Linked DNA regions of Mus musculus: region 1 is linked to region 2. A link is a contact called in public Hi-C data. All regions are on one chromosome and are shown on one strand. The core of a region is the stretch at or near the end of the contact, and the rest is flanking DNA. Distances in the headings are between cores, read along the strand shown.

Region 1 (2,700 bases), core at 105-2,604, 92 kb before region 2:
CGCTGTCCTTTACGTGGGCAACCTCAGCAGCCTTGCAGAGCAGCTCACAGCCTCCAGCCTCATTTCTTTCATTCTTCACAGCTGCTCTTGCTTACATCCCTTGCCCACCATCTCAGAGACCTCCACTTCTCTGTCTTTAAAAGCCCTTTAACTTTTAAGCAATATTTTTTCCAATTCTTTAAAAATGTTTAGTTCATTTTGGTCATATTTCACCAGCTTGGGCTATCACATTTGCAACAGGTATTTTGCACAATTCCCCTTTCATTTATAAAAAGGCAAAGAGTAGGGAATGTTTCTTGCCCTCTAACACCCCACCCTTCCTGTAAGCAGTGACAATATTATTCCCAAGGTTCCACAGTAACTGCGCTACCTCCAGGAATTCCCTTTTTTTCCTCCCAATACTACACACATTATTCTCAGTACCCAGACTCATAGTCAACTTCCTTTTGAGACATTCTAAATAGTTTCTTTGGAAAACTCTTAAGTTAACTTTTGTCTCCTTTGAGCTGAGTCTGTGGTGATCTGCAGAACTGGAAGGTGTTTTAAATGACTTCTGTCCCATCATACCAGTGGTGAAACAAGGTTGCTCAGTTGTTTGGGGAACTTAGACTTCCTAGGATCTGAGAGCAGCCTGGGGTCAGTCTGTGTGGGATGTTGAATGTAGTCTATGTGTTACTGAGTTGACTGTAGGAAAACACTGGAATGTTTAAGAACCTTTTATTGAGAATATCTTAAAAAGTATTGTACAATGACATAGGGAGGGCACAAGAGATGATTACATAAGGACAGCTAGTTAAGGATGTGTGGTTGAATAATACAGGTAGGAAACTGTTAAAAGACAGATAAGCAGTAGGAAGAGAGAATCATGCAGAAGAACGGATGGCTCAAGGGTGACCTGGTAGGAACCTGAAGAGTGCCTATGTAGAAAGAAGTGGGAGGGTGGTAGGAACTATGAGAACCTCAGCAAACAGAATGACTTGAGTCCAGGACACCTTTACTTATGGCGATTGGGGAAGAAGACAAGACATGGATAATGAGAATTAAGTTTGTAAAACTTGTATTTCAGGCCAATAATGTTCTAGTAATTCAGGGGGAGACAACATAGAGGGCTAGGAATTATTAAATCTCTAACTTTTCAGATGGAATGATAAAACTCTTGAAACCCAAACCCTCATAGCTCATAGACATTGAAGAACTACCCCTTGAAAATATCACCAGTCAAGGTCCACTCTGATACCTGGCTCTATCCCAGAACATCTCCACATCCCAAATATGAGCAGCAGCAATCCTGAAGCAACGAAGGCCTTCATTATGCCAGACCTCGGCCTAGAATCTTCTCAGGTATCAGATAGTTGAGAAGAATTAGCAAGCCAGAAGTGTTTTTATACTTGAGGCTATACTCAGATGTATTCAATGAACCCAATTCAGGAAAAAAACAAAAAACAAAAAAAACAAAAAAACCCAAAAAACCAACCAAACAACAACAACAAAAAAACCCTTTAACATACCATTAACTCTAGCTCCCAAGTCTTTATCATATAGACTAGAAATATATAGTATTGGCTAAGTGAGTACAGCCATACATTATGAGGTGCTTTTGAACTAACTGTGTAAGGCCTGAATATGCTTGTCTAGGTGGCTAATTTCCTGGCCAGTTTTTGGCATTGTATGGGTAGATTTAGGGATGCTGACACAATGCTGTACTTTGTCATCTATGGTTTGATCCATGTGCCCCAAGTTTGTAATATTTAGCTAACTTGATTAACTCATTAATTAGCTGATTAATTGGTTGTATTAGGAGCTAACTTAGCAGAAGTTTTCACTCTTAGCAACCCAGGAAGGAGAGGCAAATAGAGACCCCAATATTGACCATTTCTAAAACAACCTTAGGAGAGTCCAGTATTCTTCAGTGTTTTCAAAATGTCCTTGCTAGAGTGACATGTCTAAGACTTTAATGTCTTATACCTTTGTAAATGAGCCTTTCTAGATGAGCAGACAGAGTTTGAGTCCCAGGCACTATGGGATGTCCTCAGAGAGAAATGTGTACTTCCTGGAGAGATGGCTCATCTGAAGGATTAAACAATTCCTATGATCCACATGTATTATTTTTCTTCCTTTCTTGTTATTATTATTTTTTCCTTTTTTGTTGGATATTTTCTTTATTTACATTTCAAATGTTACCTCCTTTCCCATTCCCCCCCACCCTGCTTCTATGAGGATGTTCTCCCATCCACCCACTCCCACCTCCCCGCCCTTGAATTCCCCTACACTGGGGCATTGAGCCTTCACAGGACCAAGCGACTCTCCTACCATTGATACCCAACAAGGCCATCCTCAGCTACATATGCAGCTGGAGCCATGGGTTCCTCCTTGGTAGTTTAGTCCCTGGGAGCTCTGGGGGGGGGGTCTGGTTGGTTGATATCATTGTTCTTCCTATGGGGTTGCAAACCCCTTCAGCTCCTTCAGTCTTTTCTTTAACTCCTCCATTGGGGATCCCATTGGGGACCTGTGCTCAGTCCAACAGTTTGCTGCGAGCATCTGCCTCTGTATAGAGGCAGATGTATTACTTTTCTATTGGTGTGCTAAAACACCATGACCAAGGCAACTGATAAAAGAAAGCATTTATTTGGGGCTTACTGTTTGGAGATAAAGAGGCCATGACTATTGTGGTGGAGAGCTAGGCAGCAGGCAGGCAGACAT
Region 2 (2,851 bases), core at 66-2,565:
GCTTTGAATTGACCCACCCCAATATCTACCTCATCGATGAACAGCTGGAGTGTATGAAGGGAGTGGTCCTATAGATCCAAAGCTATAAGATCTCCATGACACAGGGCAACAGGATATCTGAGAGGAGTCCCAGTGAGGTTTCAGTATTGATAGAATAGCAGAAGTCAGAGGTCTCATACCAGACCAAGAATCATTGCAACAGATATTTTCAAGCAAATAAATTTAGACAAAAGGGAATACTGTGGGATACACTGTGACACACTACAGCTTCCACAATGAGATTTTTTTTTCTTTGCTGGGGGGAGATGGCAAGGGTGGAGGACAGGTACCAGAGGAGGGGGAGGTAAGTGGGGCTGTGGTACATGATGTGAAATTTGCAAAGAATCAATAAAAGAAAAAAAAACAGTGCCCATGAGACCATTGGGTATTCATGTCTATTTTTGCCCCCCCTTTTTTGATTGGAAGTGTTTCCTGGTAACTGTCTAACTACCAAAGAAAAACTTAGTTGTATTCTAATAGTGATCTAGATTTTTGAGCTTTGCAGAAATCATTAAATATTTTGTTAAGTTCATTGATTAAAGCCTTTATAAATGTAGCATATTATTTATTTACCTGTAGATTTTAGTTTTTAACCCCATGCATGATCCCTCTAGCATGGAGTAGTTACAGAGCTGAGAAAAGCTACTCTGACTGACATTCTACTTAACACCACAAGATCACTGGCCTTGGGGAATATGACGTCTAACTCTGTTCATCTTCCTTGTTCCATCTCTGCCACAACTTTCATGACTCATAAGTTTGGGAAGAACGGAAGTTTTTGCTTGGTTTTGTGATACTCATATCATTGTGGGCCAAGATGGAATGTGCAGAACTCCACTGACACTAAGTCAGGATCTGAAGGCAATGCTATCCTTCGCAGACGCAAACCAGCTCGGAAGAAGAACACCTTTGTCAGTTTTCATAACAACTTGGTTCACTCTGTCCATTGGCACCCAATAGACACGTAAGCATAATGCACACTGAGGATCAGATCAGAAATTAGGGTCTCTGAGATGCTCAGCAGGTTCAGCTCTGCCACTGAATGTGTATTCTAGATCTAGGATAATTAGAGAGACACAAAATTCAAACCAGTGATAAAAATGTCAGTGCTGTCATGATGATATTTTATGGGAAGGAAAAGTAACCTACAAGTCTCCCAGAACTGGTCCAATTAGTCATTTTCCTGGTTACTGGAAGTCTATGAAAAAGGAAGTAAAGGCACATTCACATGTCCAGACTGTAAGCGCCACTTCCTGTGCAGTGAGCACAGAAGAAGGAAGGGCTGGGACAGTTAGAACTTCACAAGAAGGAACCAAGGATCAGACTGAGAAAACCCATAGTTAAAGCTCTTGGGGTTTCTGAGAGCTCAGCTGGAAGTGACTGGGTGACAAGGCGCACAGGCTCAGGTAGGCAACCCTGAAGAGAAATTCCTTTGTACAGCACTCTATTTCTGGGACTGCACTGTAAGAGATTGCTGGTGCTTATGGAAGCAATAGAGACACTGGGACACTTCAGAACTAAATGGGCAAACGGAATGGGTATTGGGTTTATATCGGTCCTGGCTGGTTTTAGTTCCATGATCTTGGTGGTCACTGTCCTAAGGTCATGTAATTAACAAAAGCAGAGCTCTTGTACCTGCAAAGGCTTTTAAGCCATTCACTAATTAGGCAGTCTAAGGTCTGAGAGTGGAACAGAAAAGAGAGGCAAACTGAGCTCAGAAACCAATTCCACAGGCAACTTGGTTCTTCCTAACAAGGGCACAGTTCTAATCTTGAACCTCAGGTTACAACTCCAGGGCTTCTCACTCTGCATTCAGGTGCTTCTCCACACTGAGGAGACTTAGACACAGGCTGCCGCAGGCAGGTGGGAAAATAGGGTGAGGAACCAGAGACAGAGACAGCTGGGATCCAGCACCCAACTGTGTGTAGGCAACTGGTTAATAACAAAAACTTTAAATATCTATTTAGCATCAAGCCTATGTCATTATAAAATCATGTGTTATTTTCACACATGAATCAAAATTTACCTCTGAAATTCTTTTTTGATTATGACATTACTAACAAATAGAATTACTGTGAGGGTTCTAAACTATGATGAAATATGCTGGAAATAACACTATGAGACAAACAATGAACAAATAGCTCTCAGTAGTTTGAGTAGTAGCATAAATTGGAAAAGATTGAAGATCAAATTTTAATTATATCTCAAGACTGGTAGAACAACCTGAGGATAAAACTCATCAGAATAAGGGACAGTGCACTCAAACATGATAGCAACTAGGAAATTAATGCTACATTTTGAAAGTCTTTTTATTATAGCTCTTTGTGTGTATATGTGTGTATGCATGCAGGTGAATGTGTGTTAAGGCAAATCTGCAGGTCACAGACAGCTTGCAATGAATCTCTCCTGCTACATGGGTCCAGCAGATCGAACTCAGACCTTCAGGCTTGAAGTCAAATGCCTTTATTTGCTGAGTCATTTCAACAGTTCCAATCTACAAGTTTTATGTAAACATTTGGCTCTGTTCACTGGGATCAGTGGGAGTTGTCATGTTATGTATATATTCATTGTCTAAAAACAACCCTCTATCTCAAGCAGAAAAAAAAAATCCTTCTGAATCTAAGGTTTGGGATTTTACATTTTCTTTAGTCTTCTAGTTTCTTCCCTTGGAGGATAAGTCAAGAATGCAGTAAGGTACTCACCTACAGATTTGAGAGTGGGAAGATGGGTGTGCAGTTCTTTGTAAGAGCTAAGTCCATTTTCTCTTCCAGCCGTGGAAGCTCCATCATGATTCCACAAGTAGTGACCAGTG

What was found. A called contact is a pair of places that touch in the nucleus more often than the background predicts.
Region 1: a contact with region 2 is called in a Hi-C map of LSK cells, with 2.0 times the contacts expected there. A contact is called at or near these places in 18 of 39 promoter capture datasets (the 3T3-L1 cell line, 3T3-L1-derived adipocytes, the C10 cell line and 13 more), 10 of 484 Hi-C or Micro-C datasets (the G1E-ER4 cell line, the HPC-7 cell line, LSK cells and 6 more), 3 of 130 datasets of targeted methods (the HPC-7 cell line, bone marrow-derived macrophages and large pre-B cells) and 4 of 9 other capture datasets (adipose tissue, liver, macrophages and 1 more).

The regions. Positions count from the first base shown.
Region 1 is chr19:11,695,709-11,698,408 of GRCm38.p6, reverse strand. Oosp3 (oocyte secreted protein 3) reads right to left here and starts at 1,354. Exons shown (of 6, transcript NM_001033283.2): 1 at 1,238-1,354. The coding sequence starts at 1,310.
Region 2 is chr19:11,603,268-11,606,118 of GRCm38.p6, reverse strand. It overlaps Ms4a6d (membrane-spanning 4-domains, subfamily A, member 6D), which reads left to right and starts at 1,315. Exons shown (of 7, transcript NM_026835.2): 1 at 1,315-1,445; 2 at 2,811-2,851. The coding sequence starts at 2,827.